Linked DNA regions of Mus musculus: region 2 is linked to region 1. The links are chromatin contacts, called in public targeted proximity ligation maps. All regions are on one chromosome and are shown on one strand. The core of a region is the stretch at or near the end of the contact, and the rest is flanking DNA. Distances in the headings are between cores, read along the strand shown.

The links.
Region 2: a contact with region 1 is called in a targeted proximity ligation map of pancreatic cancer cells. A contact is called at or near these places in 1 of 39 promoter capture datasets (liver), 6 of 484 Hi-C or Micro-C datasets (the Ba/F3 cell line, the G1E-ER4 cell line, the HL-1 cell line and 2 more), 1 of 130 datasets of targeted methods (pancreatic cancer cells) and 2 of 9 other capture datasets (adipose tissue and liver).

What each region holds. Positions count from the first base shown.
Region 1 is chr19:28,962,088-28,965,268 of GRCm38.p6, forward strand. Plpp6 (phospholipid phosphatase 6) reads left to right here and starts at 1,833. Exons shown (of 1, transcript NM_028922.3): 1 at 1,833-3,181. The coding sequence starts at 1,914. The coding sequence ends at 2,792. It overlaps 4430402I18Rik (RIKEN cDNA 4430402I18 gene), which reads right to left. Exons shown (of 14, transcript NM_001374140.1): 3 at 1,449-1,586.
Region 2 is chr19:29,214,548-29,217,688 of GRCm38.p6, forward strand. No RefSeq gene overlaps it. Among named protein-coding and RNA genes, the nearest start is that of Gm41829, 29 kb to the right of the region's middle.

The DNA of each region.
Region 1 (3,181 bases), core at 583-3,082:
AAACACTTAGCTTAGTCTATTCAAATACAATGGCTTGTGAATTTTTATGAGGAATTTGTTTACCCACGTACTTTTAAATTATTCAAATCTAAGCCATGCAAAGAGATGTGGGGAAGGAAAATGCTTTTGCTATGTGCCACACGAGTTTTCAGCTAAAGAATGGAACAGATCTCAAGAAACCTGGAACTAGAAGAAACTAGAATATGAGCCTAAACAACTCAAAGAAAAAAAAATGGTTCCATGGTATGTTTGACTAGAAACCTCAGGCTTTCCCACCCAGCAGGAGAAGCATCTAAATTGTGAATCTCAGGCATTCTCTTTTTTAAAAACAGAGGTGGTCAGATTAAGTTAAGTTCCCAAGGTATTGATGGATGTATCATGCCCTGTTAGAATAATTTCATATCTATGCACCTCTTACAATTCTATCTTAGAAGTCTGGTACAGGGCCAGCAACTGGTGAGTGGGGAAAGTGGTGGGGGTCATTTTCAGCACCTACTTCACACCATGTCTATCACCCACATATGGCCAGTAGGACCATCTGGGTTCTGACTATTTCCCAAGATAATATCCAATCACTTTTACCCAACCAGTTTCACGGACGTTTTTCCAATGAACAGGCTGCAGTTTTTAAAAACGCATCTTTTCTCTCATCCTTGGATTACAAGAAATAGGTAGGTTTCTGGAAAACATCTTCCAGACTTTAGGATCGATATGTACAATCTTCCCTCCACCCCAAAAGTCCACCTTAGGGGACCCTGGGCAAAACCACTAGGTTTACTAAAGATTACTCCAATTTCAACTCCAAAGCTAAAACCAGAACCTTAGGGTGTTGTTGGTGATTGCAGAGTATTGAATAGTCAGCAGCATACTGCAGTGGGAAGCCCTGGCCGGTGATTTTTACAATTTTTAAAATCACAATTGCACTCATTGGAATGGAATCTAGCCCTTACTACTATTGTTATATAACACGCACATGACTTAAGGAAACTCAGAAAATATGAACAGCTTTCTTGTTTAGTTACAGGCTTTCAATTACCAGGTACAGCTGATTTGGTTATAGTTTTAAGTTATTTTCCCAAGCTTAAGAAAGTTTTTCTTAAGATCTGCAGTTTATTAATAGCCCCTTTCATAAATGCAATGCAACTGTCTCTAACACCTCCAAGAACATTCAGAAACGCTCTCTGCTCCAGTTAGAAAATGCCATGGGAGTTCCAAGAATAGAAAGCATCCACCAGGGTATTTAGCACTCAATTGACAGAACTTGGCTCAGGCCTGCATTGCAAAAAGCAAGACTTCCAAACTATGGTTTTTGCCTCAAGGCCGCTTGTACTTTTTACACTGTGTTAAAAAAGGGGGGGGGGGGCGGGGAATAAATGTACAAAACCACTATTCTTTATGACCATTAAACTGGTTTCAGACAGCAAAACCCACTGAGAAGTCAAAATCACCTTTACAAATCTCATGCTCTGTTGAATCACAACAGGGAACACAGGGGGAAAGCAGTCTGTCTCCAGGTACTGATTCAGAAGGTAGACTCCAAGGTACACAGCTTCCTTGTCCGGCAGGAACACTCCGGGGCAAGAAATCTTAAAAAGAAGAGGAGGGCAATCAAGGGATTGGTTTTTTTTGTTTTTTGTTTTTTTTTTTTTTTTTTGTGCAGAGGGGCTGTTTATCCTAACCTCCCACAGCTCTGAAATGACGCCATCACTGCGTCCTTCACCTGCACTTCCCACCTCTCCTCAAGCTGGTACTCCCGGTTCCCTCCCACGTCTCCGCCAGGTGTCACAATCGTGCTCTGCGGCTCGGCTCCTCGGCCCGCCCTCCGGGATGGCAGTGCGGAAGCGGAAGAGGCTGACGGGCTGGGAAGCCTGTCTCCGGTCTGCCCGGGTCCCCGGGACCGGCCTCCCTCCGCGATGCCGAGCCCCCGGAGGACCATCGAGGGACGGCCGCTGGGCTCCTCGGGCGGAAGCAGCGTCCCGGGCAGCCCGGCCCACGGCGGTGGCAGCGGCGGCGGCAGGTTCGAGTTCCAATCGCTGCTGAACTGCCGCGCGGGCGCGGACCCCGCCTGCGCTCGGCTGCGCGCGTCCGACAGCCCGGTGCACCGGCGCGGCTCCTTCCCGCTGGCCGCCTCGGGCCCCGCACAAGCAGCCCCGGCCCCGCCGCCGGAGGACGCCCGCATGAACTTGAACCCGTCCTTCCTGGGCATCGCCCTGCGCTCCCTGCTGGCCATCGACCTGTGGCTGTCCAAGAAGCTGGGGGTGTGTGCTGGGGAGAGCTCGGCCTGGGGCAGCGTGCGGCCCCTGATGAAGCTGCTGGAGATCTCAGGGCATGGCATCCCCTGGCTGCTGGGCACCCTCTACTGCCTGCTTAGGAGCGACAGCTGGGCCGGGCGCGAAGTGCTGATGAACCTGCTCTTCGCCCTGCTGTTGGACCTGCTGCTGGTAGCTGTGATTAAAGGGCTGGTCCGCAGGCGCCGACCCGCGCACAATCAAAAGGACATGTTTTTCACCCTCTCGGTGGACAGGTACTCCTTTCCCTCGGGCCACGCCACGAGGGCCGCCCTGGTGTCGCGGTTTATCCTAAACCACCTGGTACTGGCCATTCCACTGAGGGTGCTGGTGGTCCTGTGGGCCTTCGTCTTGGGTCTCTCTAGGGTCATGCTCGGGCGGCACAACGTCACTGATGTGGCTTTTGGCTTTTTTCTGGGCTACATGCAGTACAGCATTGTGGATTATTGCTGGCTGTCACCCCACAATGTTCCAGTTCTTTTTGTACTGTGGAATCAACAGTGACACCATCTCATTGATTATTGACACCTTGAGGTCTGAAGGATTCCACACTCGAGGATGCTGACCTAAGCCAGAGCCATCTAGTTGCCCCTCTGGGCAACTTTGGGAATTCTGGGATCCCACTGTCTTGACAGGTTCCTAGACCGGAGCGCATGCTGGCTATTACTGAACACGGCCATACTTGAGAAACAAAGTCTACTGTGTATTTGACAGCTATTTATCACCAAGACAACTGTAAAGAAATCAAGCTGGCTGACTGTATGATTGCTATTTACTTAAAGTTGACAACGTTAATGAGTAATTCCCCTCACCCCCCAAAAAAACAATGTTATTACTTGTAAATTAAAATTTAAGAGCCATTAGCTAGATAAACCATGTGCTATTCCCACCCT
Region 2 (3,141 bases), core at 509-3,008, 250 kb after region 1:
AGGGAAGCTAATGTCATGTTAAACGTCCTGCTTTAACGAGTGTGGTACTGTGGTACAACTAAGAGTGAAGCTGGGCCCTGAGCTTTATAAAAACCTTGACCAAGCAGGGTTTATCATTTTGAATTCCTACAAGGTAGTTTTATAGTCTTGTATTGATTTTTTGTTTGCTTGTTTTGTTTTTTGTTTTTTCGAGACAGGGTTTCTCTGTATAGCCCTGGCTGACCTGGAGCTCACTTTGTAGACCAGGCTGGCCTCGAACTCAGAAATCCGCCTGCCTCTGCCTCCCGAGTGCTGGGATTAAAGGTGTGCGCCACCACGCCCGGCTTTGTATTGATTTTTAAAGTGTCTTTGTTAAGTAGGAGAGAAAATTGTGTTTTGCCTATGACCTCAGAAGTATTTTCTATGAAGAAGTTAATCGAAGAAAATGTAAGCAATGTAATAAATTATTTGGGTATATAGTATTCTTACCAAATGTGTGTGTGTGTGTGTGTGTGTGTGTGTGTGTGTGTGTGTGTGTGTAAAGATTTATTTTGTAGATGTGAGTACACCGTCACTGTCTTCAGACACACCAGAAGAGGGCATCAGATGCCATCTCAGACAACTGTGAGCCACCATGTGGTTGCTGGAAATTGAATTCAGGACCTCTGGAAGAGCAGTCAGTGCTCTTAACCACCAGGAAACCGAGCCAACCAAAAAACCTCCTAGAAAGGAGCACACTGGAAATACTAAAAGGTTTAGGTACAGGTAGTGACTTTAGGAATAGGAGTCAAATGGTTCAGGAGATAAGAGCAAGAATCGACAAGCTGGACTTCATTACATTTCAAGGCTTCTGGGATAGACTCAGTGGACGGACACACAGCTTACAGAACAGGAGAAATATTTTTTTTTGGTTTTTTTGGTTGGTTGGGTTTCCTTGGAGGGGAGGGGTGCACAGGATCTGTCTTTGTAGCACTGGCTATCCTGGAACTCACTATGTAGAGCAGGCTGGACGAAACTCAGAGACTCGCCTGCCTCTGCCTCCCAAGTGTTGGGATTAAAACTGTGCATCACCACACCAGACCTCATCTAGACATTTCAAAGTTTCAGATCTTACATGAAGGTTTTTGAGCCATTCTTAATATATTATTATACACAGCTATAATATAATATAATATAATATAATATAAATTATTTTCAGCTGTACACTTGAGAGATATTAAGATTCAGAATATTTTTTAAAATGAAAAAAAAGAAACCCCCCCCCCACCCCACAGACCAAATACTTCAATCAGAAGACAATTCTCAATAATCAAAGTTATAAATGGATGATGGATCTGTGGAAAAAAAGAGCCACCATCATCTGTGGTAATGATGCATGACAGAAGAAAGAGCAAGACTGGGCCTGATTTACTCCAAAGGTTCTGGTGTCTTCATTCCAATCCAAGAGGTGCCAGATCTAAGTAGCAGTCACCCTTGTCCTGAACAAAGGCCGTCTGCTCTATATATAGAATAGCACGGCAAATGTGGTAACAAAAGGGAACAAGGCACATTTTTCTTAAACTTTTACAGGAGTCTCACCAGGCAGAAAATTGTTTCTCTGGTCCTATCGACTCAGAAGGACATACAAAGACCCCATAAACTATTAATCCATACATGATTAATCGATATGTGCTGGTTACTTCAAACCTGTTTGGAGACTGCTTGGTTTTTTTATGCCTTGCTGCTCTCAGTGAACGGTCTCTGACCTGGTCACCACACCTTCTGCACACATAACATTGTTCTGAGTCAGGGCCATGAAAGACTCGCAGAGGTGAATTGGGGACACGGTCCATGGAGGAGTACAAAGACTAGTAAGATTGATCATAATCTTTTCTTTACAGGTCACTTAATCCTGAGCAAGGTAAATAAATATACAGCCTGTGAGCAGAATGAATCTGTAGTTCGAAATAATCTCCAGGCACATTACTAGCTTGCTGTCAGGTTAGATGGAAGTTTGATTTGTAAAATCAGATTTTGAAAAACATTTCTATAGAAAAACCATTCCCACATGTCTTAATTACAATTACAAACAAAAAACAAAAAACAAACAAAAAAAAAAACCCAAAAAACTCCATGACCAAGGCAACTCTTATAAATAAAGCATTTAATTGCAGCCTTGCTCATAGTTTCAGAGGGTTAGAGCATTATTAGGTCTGAGAGCTTACATATTGCTCCAAAGACAGACAGACAGACAGACAGACAGACAGGCAGACAGGCAGACAGGCAGACAGGCAGACAGGCAGACAGGCAGACAGGCAGACAGGCAGACAGGCAGACAGGCAGGAAGGCAGCCCTCTTTTATCTTATCAAAAGAAGTACATCATTCAAGGTGGGCCATGGAAATGGGCTGGGAATCATGGAGTAGAGATTCTAGTGGTTCTGTGGGAAAGGCTGTTCTGTGGGAAAGGTAGCCTTTCCCACAGAACTGTTGGAATGAAGTTCAGGAGAACATCCCTCATTTGTCAAGTTGTTGTCTGCTAGTGCCTGTTTGGGAAACAGCTTTATCAGTCCTATTGAAATCCAGAGGGGGTCTGACGAAGAGAACACAGAGGCCAAATCTTGGCTCTGGTTAGTGGGTGGAATAGCATCCACCAATGGCTGGGCCTTTGAGGGAGATCATCTAAAAAACTAGTTTCGGTAAAAATGTATTTCTTTTTTTTTTAAAGATTTATTTATTTATTATATGTAAGTACACTGTAGCTGTCTTCAAACACTCCAGAAGAAGGAGTCAGATCTCATTACAGATGGTTGTGAACCACCATGTGGTTGCTGGGATTTGAACTCTGGACCTTTGGAAGAGCAGTCGGGTGCTCTTACCCACTGAGCCATCTCACCAGCCCAAAAATGTATTTCTTATGATGTTTCCCCACAGGTGTTAGTGAGGGAGACTGAGAGGAATACTTTTTACAGACTTAAAATATAAATTGTGTTATCAAGTCATTGCTGTGTCACTCCCATGACCCTTAGGCATCAGAACAAAGCAAATCAAAACTACATTGACATTCTATCTCATGACATCAGAATGGCTATTACCAAGAAACTAAAAACAACAAGGATGGTGGGGGGTGCGTTGGAGGAGGGCAATTTTTTTATGCACTGTTGCTGAGACTGTAAATTTGTCTG